Linked DNA regions of Mus musculus: regions 2, 3 and 4 are each linked to region 1. A link is a contact called in public Hi-C, HiCAR-type and promoter capture Hi-C data. All regions are on one chromosome and are shown on one strand. Each heading gives the region's core, a stretch centred on a gene start, on an enhancer-like site or on the middle of the called end of the contact. The rest is flanking DNA. Distances are from core to core; before and after follow the strand shown. Region 1 holds the start of Clpp (caseinolytic mitochondrial matrix peptidase proteolytic subunit). Region 2 holds the start of Zfp119b (zinc finger protein 119b). Region 3 overlaps Pdzph1 (PDZ and pleckstrin homology domains 1). Region 4 holds the start of Zfp119a (zinc finger protein 119a).

Region 1 (4,925 bases), core at 2,043-4,542:
ACCGATCACCTGTAGGCTCTGCTTGGTGTGTTTGGCGTAGATGTTGTATAGCTGCTTTTTCAGCTTCATGATTTCCTCTGCCTGGATGGCGATGTCTGTGGCTTGGCCCTGAGGAGCAGTAAGTAGAGGAAGAAGATGAAACTTCTCATGGGGCACTAGTGAGGGAGCCACTGATCTAGTCCAGGCTGCCTTGAAACTGACAGAGATCAGCCTGTCTCTGCCTCTGCTGCCTGAGTATTGGGATTAAAGGCATGTACCACCACACCTGGATTCTATTTTTGTTTTTATTCTTTCTGGCGCTGGAAATGGAACCCAGGGCCTTGCAGTCGTTCTTACTCCTGAAGTACCTCCCCAGCCATGAAAATACTTATCTCAAAGCAGTGGTAGCAGGATCTCAGTAGGCTAGAGGCCAGCCTGATCTACAGAGTGAACTACAGCACAGCTGAGGCTAAAAGATGAGACCCGTCTCCAACCAACAAACAAGAAGGAGCGGCACTCCCGTTCTAGTTCCCACTAGACGTCCCTGCAGAAAGCGTACTCACCCTGGCTCCTCCAGAGGGCTGGTGGATCATGATTCTGGAATTGGGCAGTGAATGGCGCATGCCCGGGCTGCCAGCAGCGAGGAGCAGGGAGCCCATGCTGGCAGCCTGTCCAACACACCACGTGCAGATGGGGTTCAGGATGTACTGCATTGTGTCGTAGATGGCCAGGCCCGCAGTTACCACACCACCTGTAGGCAGTGGAGCAAGTAAGGGCCCAGGGGGATCCTACCCCAGTACCCTTCCAGCAAGCCACAAGGGCAAATGTTGTTTGAGGGGTGGGGTGGGGGACATGATCAGACACGTACACGTGACAACACACACAGAATTAAGTAAAAGGAACCAAAGGGCTGTTAGCCACCTCTCAGCTGTGCATCAACATAGTAAAGCTGGCTACTTCCTGCTCGTCCAGGCCCACGGGCCCAGCACAAGGCAGACGCGAGCTTTCTTACTGTCCACGTGGAGCTGGATGAGAAGACAGATGCGTGCCTAACTGACAGCCCGCCCAGTGTCCAGTCATTGAAACCGCCCAGCCTTGAGCAGCTGAGAAGTATTATCTGGTGACGGTGCTCTCCACCAAACCTAACAAACTGAACTCAATTCCCAGGACCCACAGGACAGGCAGGAGCCCACATCACATGGACCCATACATATCAGGGAAAACCCACAGGTTGTCCTCTAATCTACACGCACACACACAGTGGAATGTACTCACCCATCCATATACACAGAAATAAATGTAACTTAATATTTTTCTTTTTTTTAACCAGTCTTTTCTTTTTCTTTTCTTTTCTTTTCTTTTTTCTTTTTTCCAAGACAGGGTTTCTCTGTGTAGCCTGACTGTCCTAGAACTCACTCTGTAGACCAGGCTGTCCTCGAACCCAGAAATCTGCCTGCCTCAGCCTCCCAAGTGCTGGGATTAAAGGCGTGTGCCACCACCGCCTGGCTTAATATTTTTCTTAAAAATGAACTATTTCTTCAGAGTTTGGTGGTTCAGCTAAACTAAATCCCTAAGGTGAGAGGACTGCAGAGGATCTGGGCTATCTCTGTCTCAAAACAGGCTTTGTTTGTTTGTTTTAATTCAGCTACTCTCGAAGCAAGGGAGACTGCTCAGTTGCTAAAATGTATGTGGACTCAAGTTCAGATCCCCAGTCCCCACAAAGTAGGCATGGCAGCACACACTTGTAATTCTAGCACTAGGGAGGTGGAGGCAGAAGGACCCTCAGGCTCATTGACCCGGTATACTAGCATATTTGGAAAGTTCCAGGCCAGTGAGAGACCGTCTTAGAGTGATTTTTTTCTCTCTCTCTCTTTTTGTTTTTTTTTGTTTTTTTTCGAGAAAGGGTTTCTTTCTTTCTTTCTTACTTTTTTTTGTTTGTTTGTTTTTCGAGATAAGAGTTCTTCTCTGTGTAGCTCTGGCTATCCTGGAACTCACTCTGTAGACCAGGCTGGTCTCGAATTCAGAAATCAGCCTGCCTCTGCCTCCCAAGTGCAGGAATTAAATGTGTGCACTACCATACCCTGCTTTGAGCGATTTTAAATTTTAGATTCTGTAGGAGGCACAAGGCTGCATGTCTTCCCCAAAGGGGCTATCTCTGACCCCACAACCAGGCTGTCCTGGCTTACCTGGGCTGTTGATATACATATGAATGGGCTTCTTGTTGCTTTCAGACTGTAAGAACAACAGCTGGGCAATGACCAGACTGGCCACACTGTCGTCAATCTGCAGGTGGGGAGAGCAGAGGTATCCTCAGGTTGAAGGTGGGATGGATAGAGGCTTAAGGAGTTGAGGCCCTGGGAACCAGGAATTTCCAGCACAGGAAGAGATGGCTGGGGAAGCCCCAGATAGTGGAAGACCCTAAGCTGGGGACAAGACTGGGACGGAGTGCTCTCCTAGCAGGCAAAAGGCCCTGGGTTTAAGCACTGCCTACACCTGGTCTGGTTTAGGAACCTCATCCCTCCCTCAAATGTCCTGTCAGCTACATGGGGAGTTCAAGGCCAGCCTGGGACCCTGACTCAGAAGACCAAAGGATAAACTGAAACAAAGAATGGCTGACAACAGCAGACTATGGTAAGAATGCACATTTTACATTCCAACGTTTGGGAAGCTATGGCAGGACGATGGAAAGGTAGGGGCTAGCCTGTACTACAAAGCAAAAATTTTGCTCAAGTTTTTTTTTTTTTTTTTTAAAGAATGTTTAAGGTCAGGGTCTAGGGCCTAGGGTCTAGGAGGTCACCAAGGATGAGGGGGAAGAGGGGGTTATATGACACAGAGCTTGACAAAGGATAAATGTTGGTGAGACAACAAGGTGTGCCCGGGAAGGACCGGGGTCGCTCACCGGGCCCATGACGCACACGATGCGTTCCCGCAACAGCCTCGAGTATATGTCATAAGCGCGCTCGCCTCGACCCTTCGTGGGAAAAGAAGATGTGAAAGGTCATCCTCCCTTGCACGCCGACCGACTACAAGCCTCCGCGCCATGTCCCCATCAGGTCACCGTACCGTCTGCTCCACCACTATGGGGATGAGCGGGAAAGCTCGCGTCGCAGTTCCATGCAGGCTCCTCCGCAGGGGTGAGCAGCTCACAGCAGTCCATGGCGGGGAGAAATGCACGGCAAGGCGAGACAACAGAGCGCGACATCCGTCCACAGCCACCCGGGCCTCCCCCAGCAGCACTCTGGGCCACATGACGACGCGCACTCCGGCTTGGCTTCCGGAACTACAACACCCGGCGTGCTTTGCGGGAGTCACTGGCTCATCCACTTCCGAGAACAGAATAAGCGGAACTGAAGAAGGCGGGGATAAGTCTGTGGGTGGGGTCCTCGTTAGAGGTAGGCGTTCGAATAAATAAGAAAAACCCGCGTATTAGTCCCATGGAAGTTCTCGGACGAGGTTGCGCTGTTCCCGGTGCCCACGCGGGAAGAAGCTCACGGAGGTGCTCACCAAAGGGTGAGAAGAGGCTTAGGGGACGCACCAGCCCACCACCATCGTCCCGCAGCAATCAGGTCCACGTGCTGGCCTGTAACCAATTGATCTTCCAGAACTACAATTCCCAGCTGCTTTGCGACCCCTGACTCCCGTATAGGCTCGCTAGAGAAAGGAGGAGAGTGTCTCTGGGACAGGACTTAGACCAGGAATCGCCAGGGGATTTATTGAACAATGTAGTTTAGGGCATTGTGAACACTGAGATAGGAGAGGAGGCCTGGATCTTGCCACAAGTTCTGGACGTTCGCTACACCTGTATTCGTTTTCAGAGGGCGTCCAGCTTTCTAGAAGCGTTCCTTTTTTGTCCAAGTAAAACTGGAGGGTAGGTAGACAGTGCCTACTGTCCATGTGCATGGTCCTATACCTTGAGAAATACTGTGCCCGCCATCTCGATCTGTCGCCGTAAGACCAAGATTCTGGGAGCTCCCCCCACCGCCATACCTGCCTCGTCTGTGCCTACGTTGCAGCTGGAGGCTCTTGGAAGAGGTGAAACTGAGCCATTGAACCTGCGACAGTCAGGCAATCACCTCTGCATTCATCTTCTTTGTCTTCCCTGCAACTCTTTTAAAAAAATAATATAGATATAGATATTTAGATATAGATTTATTTATTATTATTCATAAGTACACTGTAGCTGTCTTCAGATGCACCAGAAGAGGGCGTCAGATCTCATTAAGGGTGGTTGTAAGCCACCATGTGGTTGCTGGGATTTGAACTTAGGACCTTGGGAAGAGCAGTCAGTGCAACTCTTTTTAGCAGCCACACTTTTTCCCACGTGTCACTCCCCTCTGCCCTGTGCTAGGCTCCTTTACAATACATCTGTATCGGGCTGAGACATCATGCTCTGCTACCACCTCAGGCACATTCTGGAACTTTCTTAATTGTCGCCTGATGTAAGCATTACTTAAAGCGGTTGCCATGTTCCCTGAGGAAGATACACTTGCGTAACTGGAGACTTGTACCTTTAAATTGCATAAAAGCCAGACATGACCATCAAAAGCCAGAGATGTTTTTCCCTAGAGCTCTCCAAACGACACAGGCTCTTGTCATTACTCTGGGTTGCTCACCATAATTAGATGACAAGACTCAGTTGCTGAAGACACCAGTCACTTTGGTGTCTTCATGGGTCATGCAGAAACCAAACTGGAATTGACCTGGAGATTTCCTCCCAGCTGATTCAATTTCATAGTACCAGAAGGTAACATTTGGTCTGGATAAGACCACTTATGACAAAAGTCATAAGTGGTCTTATCCAGGGGTGGACCTCGAGTGCTGCAACTCCATCTGGTGGCAAGATGTGGCTGCTGGTGCACTGGTGGCATGAGAGCTATGGTGAACTCAAGGCTGCTCTGCAGGAGGGGACCACGCTCAGTGCTATAACCTGACTAGAGCCCACACTC
Region 2 (4,703 bases), core at 1,919-4,418, 1.0 Mb after region 1:
TTCCAGGTGAGAAGGTCCTTATAAGGCTGGAAGGAAGGAGTGGCCTGTCCTGAGGCTGAGTGGGGTCTATCAGATGGAAGGCATGCAGCCAAGCTCTCAGACCCCTGTTGCACATCTACACAGCACTTCAGCAGGAGGTTGGCCGTGGGTAGATGTCATGTACCCAGGACCCCTGTGAAGATCACAGTAGCATATGTAATGTCACAGGACTTCAGTAGGGGGAGTCACTGCCTAGATGCGTGATGAAAAGCCCTCTCTTGGGGTCCCAGAGCCTCAGCGTTCCCACAAGAAATGGTTCCTGTCACAAATGAACTATTGTAAAGAGCCGATGGCCACAGAATAGATCCCGTCTTCAGTCTGGATGCTGTGTAAGCACTGCCTGAGCAGGCCAAAGGCAAAGTCCCCGCCCCAGAGAGAGACCTTGGTGCATCCTCCTAAGGCTGTGATTGGACAGGTCCCGTCTTCACGGTTTACTTCACTCATTTTAGTATAGATTTCTTTGCTTTTTGTCTTTCTTTCTTAAATTTTTTTCTTTGTCAACTCAGAATAGCATTAGTTGTTTAATCCAGCAGGAACTGCCCAGGAGATAGGAATTTCCGTGAAATACTCTTCAGTTGTAGGAAGTTGGTGGGAACTGTGAATGCTCTGCTTCCTAGTGTGACGCTGGCAGTGTGGTGAAGGTCTATTTTGAGCAGTGGTTGTACTAACACACAGCTAGCTATTCTGCCGGATTTTCTCTGTCTTGGTGATTTTTAAATTTTTTTTGTTTGTATTGATTTCTGTTTAAAAATTCTGAATTTGCTGGGCAGTGGTGGCACATGCCTTTAATCCCAGCACTTGGGAGACAGAGGCAGGTGGATTTCTGAGTTCAAGGCCAGCCTGGTCTACAAAGTGAGTTCCAGGACAGCCAGGGCTATACAGAGAAACCCTGTCTCGAAAACAAAACAAACAAAACAAAACAAAACAAAACAAAAATCTGAATCTGTGCCATTGAGACATGTGTGAGCAAACATACCATAGCACATATGTAAAGGTCAGAGGACAAGTTGGAGGAGTGGCTTCTCTCCTGTGTATTGACCTCAGGATATCACACTTGATTGCAAGTGTCCTTCCTTACTGAGCAAACTACCTGGTTCCTCTCACAGTATTCCCTTCTGATCCACCTATTTCAGTATGTTGGTTGTAGTAGCTCTACTTTCATTAAAAACAAACAAACAAACAAACAAACAAACAAACCAACAACAAAAAAACCCGGGCACTCATTCTAGAGCCCCTCCCATGTGTGGCCAGAATCCACTGAGCATAATAGAAAAGTTATTTTGAGGAAGGGTCTGGCTAAGTTAACCAAGTATTTTGTAAACACAGCCTGTAGTCATACCAGGCCTTAAACTTGTGATGCTTCGGACTCACCATTCCATGTGGTGGGATTCCAAGAACAGACCACCACTCTTGACTCTAAATGCATGTGAGAAATTAGCAATTTGTGTCGGCCTTTTTTCAAAAGGTAGTTTAGCTAAAGGTGTTTCAATTATGGTTTTAAAAAAAATCAACTTTTGGTGCCATTAGTAGTTTATTATTCCCTATCATGTAGCTGTCATCTCCAATCTCTCCTACTCTTTCTTTCTCAGCACTAGCTGTCCATGAATTGATTCTTGGGTTCCTATTTTCATATGTGTTTTTGTTTAGGTTGGAGGTGGGTCTTTGGGGAGCTAGGCCTATCCAAGGCTTTCTCAGATGCCCCGATGAAAGCACCAAGGGATCATTGCTTTTGTGACCTCTCCAAGAGCAGACTTGGGAAGGTCTGGTCTGGTGCTTGGGCAAGCATCTTGAAGGAGTCAAAGGAACCACGGTCTTCAGTTATCAGTCTCATGGGTATCAGTCTCATGGCCAGTGTGTGCTCACTATGAGGTATCTATCCTGTGTCCTTCTAGCCAACATTGCTAAATTATCTTTCTGCTGACTGTCTCATTCTCCACCTATAGTGTATCAGAGCTGTATATCATCTGAAAAAACTTGCTTAACATGAGCCATCATGTTATGCAAGACATAGTGACCCCAAACTTTCTATTTTTGTCTTCTCCTCCCAGGTTCTCACCCTGGTCACCTCCCCTTTGGGGGCCAGAATAGTTGGTGTTTGGGTTCATAGACCAAGCTGGTTTAAACTTTTTTTTTTTTTGTGAGACAGGATTGCTTTGTGTATCCCTCCCTGGCTGTCCTGGAACTACTCTTTATACTAGGCTTAAACTTTTGATGTCCTGACTCCATTTCCCAAGTGCTGGCATGATGAGCCAGTGCAACCACTAAAGGCTGGGAATGTGTGTTTTGGCTACCAGTGTTTAACTGAGAGAAGTGTGAGCAATTTAGATGAGTCTTTTTAAAAAATGGTTGATGCCCGGTGAATATCAACCAGGAGGTTTAAATTTGACCTGGATAGTCTGGGTGCCCTTTTGGCTGTGAGGCAGGTGGATCACTCCACTTGAGGTTGTTTAGTGATCTGTGTATGCTAGAGACCTTGTGCCTAGATTAAATAGCCTCCTGGGTGCAGCAGAGCAGGGACGACTGCAGTCCTGCTGTTAGGAAACATTATATAGTAAGGTGAAGTAGCTTTGGCAGATCGAGCCGAAGTGTGTCCTGAGAAATTACGCCATGCATCTGGTGTAAAAAAACTTTATTGGGGGTGGGGGTTGGGGGACTGAGGTCCTGGGGAAGGGACAGAGGCAGAGAAGTGGACATGACAGACAGAGAGAGAAAGAAGCGCACACGGGGAACAGAGAGACGGCCTGCTGAGTAGGGAGAGAGCTCCGGTGGCTTAGGTGGATACATTCATCCTGAAACAGACCGGGCGCGCCTGGTGGCATCAGCAAATGATGGCATCTGATGACAGAAGTCTCTGCTAGGTCCCCGAGAGTAGGTTTGTGGACCTGCCTGTACGCTAACAGGCGCAAGTTCTGTGGCGATATGTCCCTGTCTCTCCGCGTCTGGGACAGTTCTGTGCCTGAGCGGAGACCAGGACTGGGAACCACTGTGCTGTGACACTTCACAGCCCTCGGTGTCTAGGGGAGCTGTCACTCATTCCTCACTAGCCAATCACGGCCGCATGGATCCGCTAGCCAGAATGGGGAGAGCACTTCCGTTCCCTAATACTAAAGGTTCGGGCTCGGGTCTGAGGGAGGCTCTTGTGGTTCTGTGTCCTGGTCTGCCACCCGCTGCCGGGAGCTGTGAGGAGAGCGGGGCGAGCTCGGTCTCCACGCCATGGTGAGCGGGGCCGCCGTCCCCACGCGGGGAGGAGCCGCGGGAGACTGTGTTGGGTTCCTCCCGGGGTGCGGGAACCGGCGGTCAGACTCGCCGCCCGGCGTGATTGCGTTTGTTCACCTGAGGTCCCTGCACCTCCGGAGCGGAAGCGCGACGTCTGACTTCGATCCCGGGCTGCGCCTGCGCAGAGTGTGGGGCGCGGGTCCTGGAGTGAAAACATCCTTGTTGCTGACGTCACCATGCAGTGAGCGCCTCAGCTGCTTTTCCTGTGTCCAGGGAAGGCAGATATGCTGACATGGAGAACCCTAGTTTCTCCGGTGTCTTCTACAAGTTCTGCACTTGGCACTTGATGTTCAGGAGTAGGATCCGTCCGCAGTTAGCTCTGTGCAGATGCAAAGTGTTTGCCATCGACACAGACTTGTAGATGCCTTGACCGTCCAGTAACGTGTGTTAGTAAGGCCAGGCTCACTGGGTTTCCTGGTCTCTTTCATCAACATTTACTCTATTTTACTTGTGTATTTTTTTTTTTTTCTGTCTAAGTTTGTTCTCATGTTCTGTTGATCTCTATTCTTTCCCAGGAAGTACTGTGCAGGCAGGTTTTTCCGGTTCCCTGAGAGAACTGGGTGGGGAGGGAAACAAGGGATAATACAGAGAAAAGATACATACTTAGATCTGAGTTTGGTCAGGCAGTGGTGGCGCACGCCTTTAATCCCAGCACTTGGGAGGCAGAGGCAGGTGGATTTCTGAGTTCGAGGCCAGCCTGGTCTACAGAGTGAGGTCCAGGACAGCCAGGGCTACACAGAGAATCCCTGTCTTGAAAAAGCCAAAACCAAACCAAACAAAAGAACAACAACAAACAGAAAAAACATAACAAAAAACCCCTGAGTTTGCAGGCCTCCAATTGTTTAATCTCTACTTAGACAAGGTAAGGAAGGTTATATTAAGAAAACCTGTATCCCAGCCAAAGGAGTTGTCTCTTCCCTATTTGGAAGAAATATTTTCTATCTTTTGTCTATCTGTCTGCTTATTTTTTTTTCTTGCTGTTTATATTTTCTTTCTTTATTGCAGCTGTTTGAGGTTTTGATGTCAGGTTATCGCTGTGTTTAGTATATGTCCAGTTTTGTGTGTTGATTATTTTTTTCATTCTTGGTTACTTATTTTCATCAGTTTCCTTTGGTATCAAAAATGGTGACACTTTTTATTGGGCATTTGTTGAATTTATAGCTCAAATTCTGCATTGTGATATTTTAGCATACTAGCCAAGATGGCAGCATACTACACAGTTGCTTTCTACTCAAGGTTAGGTCATTTCCTGCTAAGGTGAGGCCATCTTCCATCTTCTCAAAGGTTAAATGTAAAGTGCTACAGCCTTTTCCTTAGAAATACCCTTTTACGAGGTTGGCATAAACATAGAAGGAGATGGTACCTATGTCATGGTCTAGGCAGGTAGA
Region 3 (4,833 bases), core at 1,070-3,569, 1.9 Mb before region 1:
TTCACTGATCAGTTCCCCTGTCCTGGTTGTTGTACTCATTATGTAGAGAAGTATTAATGGAAATGAGTGACACAAAACTCAGGGGGATCAACATAGTCTAGTATTAGCTGGATACACCAGACATATAGGGCTTGTAGAAAAAGGCTTATAGTCAGGGTTCAACACTCGCTGTTTCATGCATCCAGTGGAGTCCTCGGAATGTATCCTTTGAGGATAAGTGAGCAGTATTGTGTACTACATTTAGACATGACCCTCTAAAACAAGCATTTCATTTAAAAGCTTATGGTGCAGATGCCTGTGTTGTGCCCATAGCTTTCAGGCGGTTAAACCCACTGCACTGTTTCATAGACATTTTTATTTTAATAGTGTGGGTGTTGAGACAGGGTCTCAGGTTTTCCTTCTACTCTATATAGTCTAGACTTGCCTCAAACTTTTCTAATCTCATCTTCATACCCTGAGCACCAAGATTCATGGCATATGCCACCATACCCAGTTCCCCCCATCCTCCTCCTCTTCCACTTCCTCCTCCTCCTCTTTCCTCTTCTTGCTCTTTTTGTAATGGTAAGTATTGCATGGTACTAGTTATCCTCTAAGGGCAATTTAAGAGCCAAGAAAAATGGTAACAAATGAGCAATTCAATTGAGAACATAAATTTCTCTTCAAAGCTCTAGAGCTTGGGTAGCTCCAACTCAAATACTGTTGCCAAACCTCCCTTTGGCTAACTTTCCAGAAGAAACCTGTCTCTCTGGGCACAGCATCAGGATTTGTCCAATGACAAGCTCATTTCCCTGCAAGGTCTCCCAGGGCCTCCTGGGGTCTGGAATCTTGCTGCTGCCAGGAAGCTACATGGTGCAGTCAGCCTATATTTAATCACACTGAAAACCTGATTTCCAACTTCAGGCAAACTGAAAAAGGCAGCACAAAATTCTCAGTTTGCAGCCAGTTGTCTCTGCTGATGTCACATCTGCAGCCAGGGATTTTTGTAAAAAACAGGGAAAGAGCCATAGCTCTGGGCAAAGGTGAACGACCTTCTGGGTGGGTGCACTTCTGTTGAAACGGTGTGTGGCTGCCAATTCAGAGGCAGTCAAATGACCTTCCTGGGTTTGTTTTGTTTTGTTTCCAGAGAACAAAAGTCACGAAGCTTCAAGTGGGAAATTCATTACTCATAAACAAGGGTGTGATTTTCATGCCCATTTAACTTTCTGGTTTCAAGTAAATAAATAAATAAATAAATGCATAGATACACAAATATTATTAAATAATGTCGGGAGGAGTTTATAGTTCCTCAAGAATCAGAACTTCTCTTTGTCCACGACACAATGATGGCAATAAGTATAGCAATGAAATCGTTCCTCACCCCCTCCTTCTGTCTCACCACACCCTTTACTGCTCTCCTGATCCAAGGGCATGGTTGGTCATTCGCATCTTCTCATGGCCATCAAGGAGTGGGGGTTTTAGTTGCTGGCAGGGAGAAGGTGCTTCAAAGTGTCACCCAGAGAAAAAGGGTCTCAGTGTCATTAACAAAGCTCCGAAGGGCACCCCTCAGCTTTGCTGCAGCTCTCCAGTGTTGTATCTTCTTGGCTCTCCATTTTATTCACCCTTTCCTGAGATGTTTCCCTTTAACACCAGCTTTCTTTCTGTCTAGATTTGTCTTGGCTCTTGTTTTCTTCACACAGTATGATTTTTTTCCTCATGTTTAAAGATGCCTTTCCCTGCCTCCTTACAAGTCTTTGGATTTTTCAGGGCTCTACCTCCAGACAAAATAAAACATACACACAGTGTTCTCAGTTTTTGTTTGTGTGTGTGTGTTTTATTTGTTTGTTTGTTTGATTGGCTTTTTTTAAAGACTCGGAACTGGCAACTCCAAATTTTTATCACTTTCAAACCAAAGTTTTGACCAAACAAAAAACTCAAAGGCATCTGTAGGTATATTTATTTTAACAGAGGATCTCACAAACACACAAATGTTCTTGTCTTTGTTCTTCTGCATTAAAAAAAATCTATTTTACAAGTGTGTTCACTCTAAGTTGGGTCTTGTCCTCATTAAAGTTTGGTGTTTCTCTTTTCTCAACAGCCTGGCCTTTGGAATTAGTTCTGTAAAAAATATTATTTCCATGAGAGAAAACACCAACATTAACCAAGGACCTCTGGCACAAACAGCCCAAGTTCCTTTATTCTTAGTCTATAGCCTTTGGACATCACTAAACAATTCCTATTTAAATCCCCTCAGCAACCGTGCTATTTTAATCAATCCTGCACACAGGCAGCAGCTGAACCTGTGAACTGGCTCAGGAATAGAAAGCCCTGTCAGAGGATTTCTGTGCCTTGGACAAAAGAACAGAAAGTTGTGGCGAATGCAGCCTTGAAGAATTTTTCATTGCATCTGAGCTCAGAGGGACTTTTGGTGGAGCTGTAGGGAAGGGATTAAACAAAGACCATGTAATAGTCATTGTCAAGCTAAAAGACTGAATTTTGCTTAAGGAATTCAGTTTTCAGACTTGACAGTAAAAGACAAGCTGGATTTTAATTGTTCTTCACTTCTAGAAACCATTTGATTAGTGAGAGCAGTGCCACAGCAGTTTTAGGATTAGAGTGAGTGGGGTCTCTCTTTCAACATCTGGATCTCACCAAGAGAGGGACTTAATGTTCTTGTACCAGTGAAATAGAGGTAAAAGACTAGGCACAGAAAGCTCAGCTGCAGGAGAAGCCACATCTGCTGCGATGCCCCATGATCAAAGTGTCACTGCAGCTGCTTCCAGGGACACAGAAGGCTCATCGGTGGGGGACAGAATACAACAGCTGAGATTATTAAAAATGAAATCTTGGCCATGATGCATAGCCTAAAGAGAAAGTAGCCCTGGTGTTAAAATCCAATCCATTAAGTTGTTCATTTTTCTCATTAAAATGTGACTTGAGCAAGCAGGGAAGACCTCTTAAATGACTAGAGGCTCTCATCCTGATTGTATAGTGTGCTGTGAGTAAACTCTGTTGAGTTCTCCTACATCAAAGGATATGGAAGGATGCTGACATTCCCTGAGTAATCAAGCAACACTGACATGAAGGCCAGAATCCCCTTGTCTGTAAAATAGGTCCACACAAAGGCAGACCCCCTGGGTATTTGCTTTCAGCAAATGAACACCAAAGATCCTTAGATTTCATTTCTATTTCTAATTCAACATTAAAATGTGCCTGGAAATGCAACTATGTAACCAAAGTGTTGAATAACACATGCACTGAATATTGATTCCAAAAGCCAACAGTCTCTCATATCCCAGTGATCCATGAAGGCAGACATTTGACAGATGCAGTGTGGAAAGCCACTGATGGAAGACAGGGGTAATATTCTGCTTCTATGCCATCCCTGTAATACTAGGACTGGACCTAATAGTCTTCCTCTAAAATGGTGCTATGAAGATTACAGCATAGTCCTTGAAGGTGCCACAGAAGCATGAGGTAATGCCTCATGTTGAAGAATACCCTTGTGCTTATTCACCTCTATGCCAAAGGCATGCATATAAATATGCACAGAAGTGCTACTCAAAATAGCCCCACACCAGAAAAAAAAAATCTGTCAACTTATGCATGGAGAAACAAAATGTGACCTCTCCTACAATAGACTATCATCCAGTCTTTAAAAAGAATGAAGTGCTAGTTCCTGCTTCAATTTAGTCATTTCAAGATATTACACTAAGAGGAAAAAAATCACAAGTTATATAGTTGTACTAATATTAAACATCCAGGAATATTGGATGTGTAACGACCAAAAAAGTCTGTTTATCTGTGATTTGGAAATGGTATCTACTAATGGGAAATCAACTGAAAGGAAACTTGGACGTTAATGCGAGTGTTCTGAAACTGAATTACAATGGTGGTTTCTTATCTTCGTAAGTTTACTAAAGAGTTATATGTCCATATAACTATATAATGGGTGAAGTCATGTTGTGTAAGTTGCATCTCCATGCAGAGGTGATAAAACAGATATGAATAATGATGAGAAAATTTTGAGAAAGAACTATAAAATAAACAAAATCAAAACAGTTTAATTGTAATGTTATTTTAGTTTTACATTAATATCATAGTATGCTAAAATATTGTACTTTATAGAAAAGCTATTCTTTAGTGTTTTTGTACTACTTCTGATGCATTTTAGGAGATGATAAAGATAATTGTTTCAGGAGCATTTGTCAACTCAGTGAATGAATGGAAACAACTTAGAAGGGGACCTGACACACAGTAAGCCTGGAATCCATAGTGTAGGTGCTCTCTAGAGATGTCACGCAATTATAAGGTACATTGTGTGATACAGGTTTCTTTTCATGTCTTGTTTTTCTGATAGAAAAGTTGGCATTAATAATACTTTCCCAAATGTTCATAAATAAAGCTCATATTAAGAACATCTATTCAAAAGATGCTTAAAAATTACATAATACAAATAATTTGTTACACTGTGTCATATATTAAGTAGAATATAATCTGCAAAGTGTGTTTTCCTTTCTTTTCATTTTAAAGAAAAAAAATAATCAACTTAAAATAAACATTGTGGCATTCCTTTCTTTTTCATTTTCTCCATTAACTGATCATCTTCTTTATCAATTATAGGATGAAGGGAAGTGGCCACCTCTAGACATGATAAAATTAGAAGGAGCAGAAGTTGACATTGACAACAGCTTGGGAAAACCATTTGTATTTAACTGTATGCCTCAGTCTGGAAGTAGAATACTCTGCCTCTGTGCAACCTCAAACCAAGAGATGAAGAGGTAACCCAGCAATCTCCCGGTCTGGGTTTACTTCTAGAGGGGGATGTTTCATAAGGGGTAGACTTGCAAACGCTTG
Region 4 (4,973 bases), core at 658-3,157, 1.1 Mb after region 1:
AACATCAAACTAAATGGAGAGAAACTTGAAGCAATCCCACTAAAATCAGGGACTAGACAAGGCTGCCCGCTCTCTCCTTACCTATTCAATAAAGTACTCGGAGTCCTAGCCAGAGAATTAGACAACAAAAGGAGATGAAAGGGATACAAGTTGGAAAGGAAGAAGTCAAAATATCACTATTTGCAGATGATAATGATATTACACTTAAGTGACCCCAAAAATTCTACCAGAGAACTCCTACAGCTGATAAACAACTCCAGCAAGGTGGCTGGATATAAAAGGAACTCAAACAAATCAGTAGCCTTCCTGTACTCAAATGATAAACAGGCTGAGAAAGAAATTAGGGAAATGACACCCTTCACAATAGTCACGGTACTATTACATACCTTAGTGTGACTCTAACCAAGCAAATGAAAGATCTGTATGACAAGAACTTCGAGTCCCTGAAGAAAGAAATGGAAGATCTCAGAAGATGGAATGATCTCCCATGCTCATGGATTGGCAGGATTAATATAGTAAAAATGGCCACCTTGCCCCATACAATCTACCGAGTCAATGTAATCCCCATCAAAATTCCAACTCAATTCTTCACACAGTTAGAAAGAGCAATTTGCAAATTCATCTGGAATAACAAAAAAAGTAAAACAAAACGAAACAGGATAATGAAAACTATTCTCAATGATAAAAGAAATTCTGGGGGAATTCACTATCCCTGACCTCAAGCTGTATTACAGAGCAATAGTGATAAAAACTGCATGGTATTGGTATAGAGACCGGCAGGTAGATCAATGGAACAGAATTGAAGACCCAGAAATGAACCCACACACCTATGGTCACTTGATCACACCCTGGTCACCTCCCCTTTGGGGGCCAGAATAGTTGGTGTTTGGGTTCATAGACCAAGCTGGTTTAAACTTTTTTTTTTTGGAGACAGGATTTCTTTGTGTATCCTCCCTGGCTGTCCTGGAATTACTAGGCTTAAACTTTTGATGTCCTGACTCCACTTCCCAAGTGCTGGCATAATGAGCCAGTGCAACCACTAAAGGCTGGGAATGTGTTAGTGTTTTGGCTACCAGTGTTTAGCTGAAAGAAGTGTGAGCAATTTAGATGAGTCTTTTTAAAAATGGATGATGCCTGGTGAATATCAACCAGGAGGTTTAAATTTGACCTGGATAGTCTGGATGCTCTTTTGGCTGTGAGGCAGGTGGATCACTCCACTTGAGGTTGTTTAGTGATCTGTGTATGCTAGAGACCTTGTGCCTAGATTAAGGAGCCTCCTGAGTGCAGCAGAGCAGGGACGACTGTGCAGTCCTGCTGTTAGGAAACATAATGGAGTGAGGTGAAGTAGCTTTGGCAGATCGAGCTGAAGTGTGTCCTGAGAAATTACGCCATGCATCTGGTGTAAAAAAGCTTTATTGGGGGGTGGGGGTTGGGGGACTGAGGTCCTGGCGAAGGGACAGAGGCAGAGAAGTGGGCATATGACAGGCAGAGAGAGAAAGGAGCGCACACCGGGAACAGAGAGACGGCCTGCCGAGTAGGGAGAGAGCTCCGGTGGCTGGTGGGTGGATACATTCATCCTGAAACAGACCGGGCGCGCCTGATGGCATCGGCAGGTGATGGCATCTGATGACAGAAGTCTCTGCTAGGTCCCCGAGAGTAGGCTTGTGGACCTGCCTGTACGCTAACAGGCGCAAGTTCTATGGCAATGCCTGTCTCTCCGCGTCTGAGACAGTTCTGTGCCTGAGCGGACACCAGGACTGGGAACCACTGTGCTGTGATACTTCACAGCCCTCGGTGACTAGGGGAGCTGTCACTCATTCCTTACTAGCCAATCACGGCCGCATGGATCCGCTAGCCAGAATGGGGAGAGCACTTCCGTTCCCTAATACTAAAGGTTCGGGCTCGGGTCTGAGGGAGGCTCTTGTGGTTCCGTGTCCTGGTCTGCCACCCGCTGCCGGGAGCTGTGAGGAGAGCGGGGCGAGCTCGGTCTCCACGCCATGGTGAGCGGGGCCGCCGTCCCCACGCGGGGAGGAGCCTTGGGAGACTGTGTGGGGTTCCTCCCGGGGTGCGGGAACCGGCGGTCAGACTCGCCGCCCGGCGTGATTGCGTTTGTTCACCTGAGGTCCCTGCACCTCCGGAGCGGAAGCCGGACGTCTGACTTCGATCCCGGGCTGCGCCTGCGCAGAGTGTGGGGCGCGGGTCCTGGAGTGAAAACATCCTTGTTGCTGACGTCACCATGCAGTGAGCGCCTCAGCTGCTTTTCCTGTGTCCAGGGAAGGCAGATGTGCTGACATGGAGAACCCTAGTTTCTCCGGTGTCTTCTACAAGTTCTGCACTTGGCACCTGAGGTTCTGATGTATGATCCGTCCGCAGTTAATTCTGTGCAGATGCAAAGTGTTTGCCATCGACACAGACTTGTAGATGCCTTGACCGTCCAGTAACGTGTGTTAGTAAGGCCAGGCTCACTGGGTTTCCTGGCCTCTTTCATCAACATTTACTCTATTTTAGTTGTGTGTTTTTTTTTCTTTTCTTTCTAAATTTTCTCTCATGTTCTGTTGATCTCTATTCTTTCCCAGGAAGTACTGTGCAGGCAGGTTTTCCCGGTTCTCTGAGAGAACTGGGTGGGGAGGGAAACAAGGGATAATAGCGAGCAATCAGAGAAAAGATACACACTTAAACCTGAGTTTGCAGGCCTCCAATTGTTTAATTTCTTCTTAGACAAGTTAGGGAAGGTTATTTTAAGGAAGCCTGTAACCCCTCTAGAGGAGTTAGTGTAGAGGAGTAAAGCTTTGTTCTCTTTATTTACTAAGACCAAACCTTCCTTGTTAGTTAGAAAAGACCTGTTCTGTCCCATAGTAAGGAGAAGTCTGCCTGCTCCTTCTGCTCTCTGCAGCTCTTTTTTTTTTCTCTTCCCTCTGCATTCTGTACATTGCTCTCATAGTTGTTTTTTTTTTTTTTTATGTTATCTATGGTTTCTAAGTTGTTCCACTCTGTATTCTCCTTCTAATCTTGCTCTCTCTTTCTGTTCAGATGTCACAAAAATGCTCTTATTCTCATTGCCTATATGATTTGATTTATGCCCCACAGGGTTGCCTTGGTCCAATCTTTCCTTCTTTGTAAAGGAAAAGTGTATTCTGAGCCCATGCATGTTGAGAAGTTATACTTTTTGTTTATTTTGATTTATAGAATTTGTATATTTTGAGTTTATATGATGTCAAAGTCAAGAGATTGCCCTTAGTATTCGACGAAACTTTAGACATTTAAACAGTGTTGGGACTGTGATATAATATGGAGATCTTTGAAATGAGAATAATTACATTTTGAATTATTGCTAGACTAGGAGCCTGTGATGGTTTGAATATGCTTGGCCCGTGGGAAGTGGCACTATTAGGAGGTTAGAGCCTCATCGGAAGAGGTGTGGCCTTGTTAGAGGAAGAGTGTGACTAAGAGGGTAGGCTTTACGGTCTGCTACAGCTCAAGCTTCACCCAGTGTAGAGAGCCTTTTCTTAGCTGCCTGTGGAAGAAAGTCTCCTGGTTGCAATTGGATCAAGGTTTAGAACTCTCAGCTCCTCTAGCGCCCTGTCTGCCTGCAGGCTGCCATGCTTTCTGCCATGATGATAATGGACTGGATCTCTGAAACTGTAAGTCAGCCCCAGTTAAATGTTTCATTTTATACAAATTGCTTTGGTTATGGTGTCTCTTCACAGCAACAAGACCCTGATTAAGAGAGAAGTTGGTACCAGGGACTAGGGTATTGCTGTGATAGGCCTAACCATACTTTTGTTTGGATGAATTCAAATTTTGGATCTTTGGGTTTGTAAACCTGCGGAGTACTTTAAGTGGAGCTTAATGGGCCATCCTAGCAGAAATATGGACGACATCAGTGCTGAGGGTGAATTGAATTCTGGTGGCCTGCCTGTCTCAAGAGCTTTCAAAGGGAAAGAACTTTCCTATGTTATCTAGAATTTGCTCTTGTGATATTTTGGTGAAGAATATGACTTCTTTTTTGCCCTTGTCTCAAGAGTCTGCCTGAGGCTAAGGTAAAGAGATTTATATTAAATGCATTGACAAAGGAAGCTTCAAAAACAGCCTAGTTTAGACTTTATCCTGTGGTTCACTTTTTTTTTTTGGTAGAATATGATTTTAATATTTTCAACTGTTAATATTTAACAAGCAGAATAATTATTTTAAGATATATTTTGTTGTTATGTCTCTCTTTTCATTTTTGATTTTATTAATTTGGATACTATCTCTGTGCCCTCTGGTTAGTCTGGCTAAGGGTTTATCTATCTTGTTGATTTTCCTCAAAGAATCAGCTCTTAGTTTTGTTGATTCTTTGTATAGTTCTTTTTGTTTCTATTTGTTTAATTACAGCCCTGAGTTTGATTATTTTCTGCCATCTACTCCTCTTAGGTGTATTTGCTTCTTTTTGTTCTAGAGATTTCAGGTGTCCTGTCAAGCTGCCAGTGTAAGCTCTCTTCAGTTTCTTTTTGAAGGCTCTTAGAGCTATGAGTTTTCCTCTTACCACTGCTCTCATTGTGTCCCATAAATTTTGGTATGATGTTCTTCATTTTCATTAAATTCTAAAAAGTCTTTCATTTCTTTCTTTATTTCTTCCTTGACCAAGTTATCATTGAGTAGAGCATTGTTCAGCTTCCATGTGTATGTGTGCTTTCCGTTGTTTTTGTTGGTATTTAAGACCAGTCTTAGTCTGTGGTGATCTGATAGGGTGCATGGGATTATTTCAATCTTCTTATATCTGAGGCCAATTTTGGAGAAGGTACCACGAGGTGCTGAGAATAAGGTATATTCTTTTGCTTGAGGATGAAATGCTCTATAAATATCTGTTAGATCCATTTGGTTCATAAATTCTTTTAGTTTCACTGTGTCTCTGTTTAGTTTCTGTTTCCATGATCTGTCCATTGCTGAGAGTGGGGTGTTGAAGTCTCCCACTATTACTGTGTGGGGTGCAA

The links. Promoter capture Hi-C pulls out the DNA fragments that hold promoters and counts their contacts. Hi-C and Micro-C count contacts between places; a contact is called where the count stands out from the background. HiCAR-type assays count read pairs that join an accessible place to other places.
Region 2: a Hi-C map of liver shows a contact between it and region 1, with 4 times the contacts expected there. The contact joins the promoter of Zfp119b here to the promoter of Clpp in region 1. A contact is called at or near these places in 1 of 39 promoter capture datasets (embryonic stem cells), 4 of 484 Hi-C or Micro-C datasets (double positive thymocytes, liver, olfactory sensory neurons and 1 more), 1 of 115 datasets of contacts at active chromatin or transcription factors (astrocytes) and 1 of 9 other capture datasets (liver).
Region 3: a contact with region 1 is called in a HiCAR-type map of astrocytes, with 4 times the contacts expected there. The contact joins the enhancer-like site here to the promoter of Clpp in region 1. A contact is called at or near these places in 1 of 39 promoter capture datasets (pre-B cells) and 1 of 115 datasets of contacts at active chromatin or transcription factors (astrocytes).
Region 4: a promoter capture Hi-C map of liver shows a contact between it and region 1, with 2.5 times the contacts expected there. The contact joins the promoter of Zfp119a here to the promoter of Clpp in region 1. A contact is called at or near these places in 4 of 39 promoter capture datasets (hippocampal neurons, liver and pre-B cells), 1 of 115 datasets of contacts at active chromatin or transcription factors (astrocytes) and 1 of 9 other capture datasets (adipose tissue).

The regions. Positions count from the first base shown.
Region 1 is chr17:56,988,631-56,993,555 of GRCm38.p6, reverse strand. Clpp (caseinolytic mitochondrial matrix peptidase proteolytic subunit) reads right to left here and starts at 3,292. Exons shown (of 6, transcript NM_017393.2): 1 at 3,043-3,292; 2 at 2,879-2,950; 3 at 2,166-2,262; 4 at 543-730; 5 at 3-108. The coding sequence starts at 3,228. It overlaps Gm33509 (a long non-coding RNA gene), which reads left to right and starts at 3,633. Exons shown (of 2, transcript XR_385672.4): 1 at 3,633-3,847.
Region 2 is chr17:55,943,724-55,948,426 of GRCm38.p6, reverse strand. Zfp119b (zinc finger protein 119b) reads left to right here and starts at 3,168. Exons shown (of 4, transcript NM_146249.4): 1 at 3,168-3,255. The coding sequence starts at 3,253.
Region 3 is chr17:58,887,932-58,892,764 of GRCm38.p6, reverse strand. Pdzph1 (PDZ and pleckstrin homology domains 1) reads left to right here. Exons shown (of 13, transcript NM_027001.1): 9 at 4,600-4,757. Among named protein-coding and RNA genes, the nearest start is that of Gm33751, 54 kb to the left of the region's middle. Within about 2 kb of position 2,319, at least 15 of the 459 cell types and tissues checked have an H3K27ac peak or open chromatin away from gene starts, as enhancers often do. A contact at or near this core is called in astrocytes, where this site is marked.
Region 4 is chr17:55,875,887-55,880,859 of GRCm38.p6, reverse strand. It overlaps Zfp119a (zinc finger protein 119a), which reads left to right and starts at 1,907. Exons shown (of 4, transcript NM_144546.6): 1 at 1,907-2,000. The coding sequence starts at 1,998.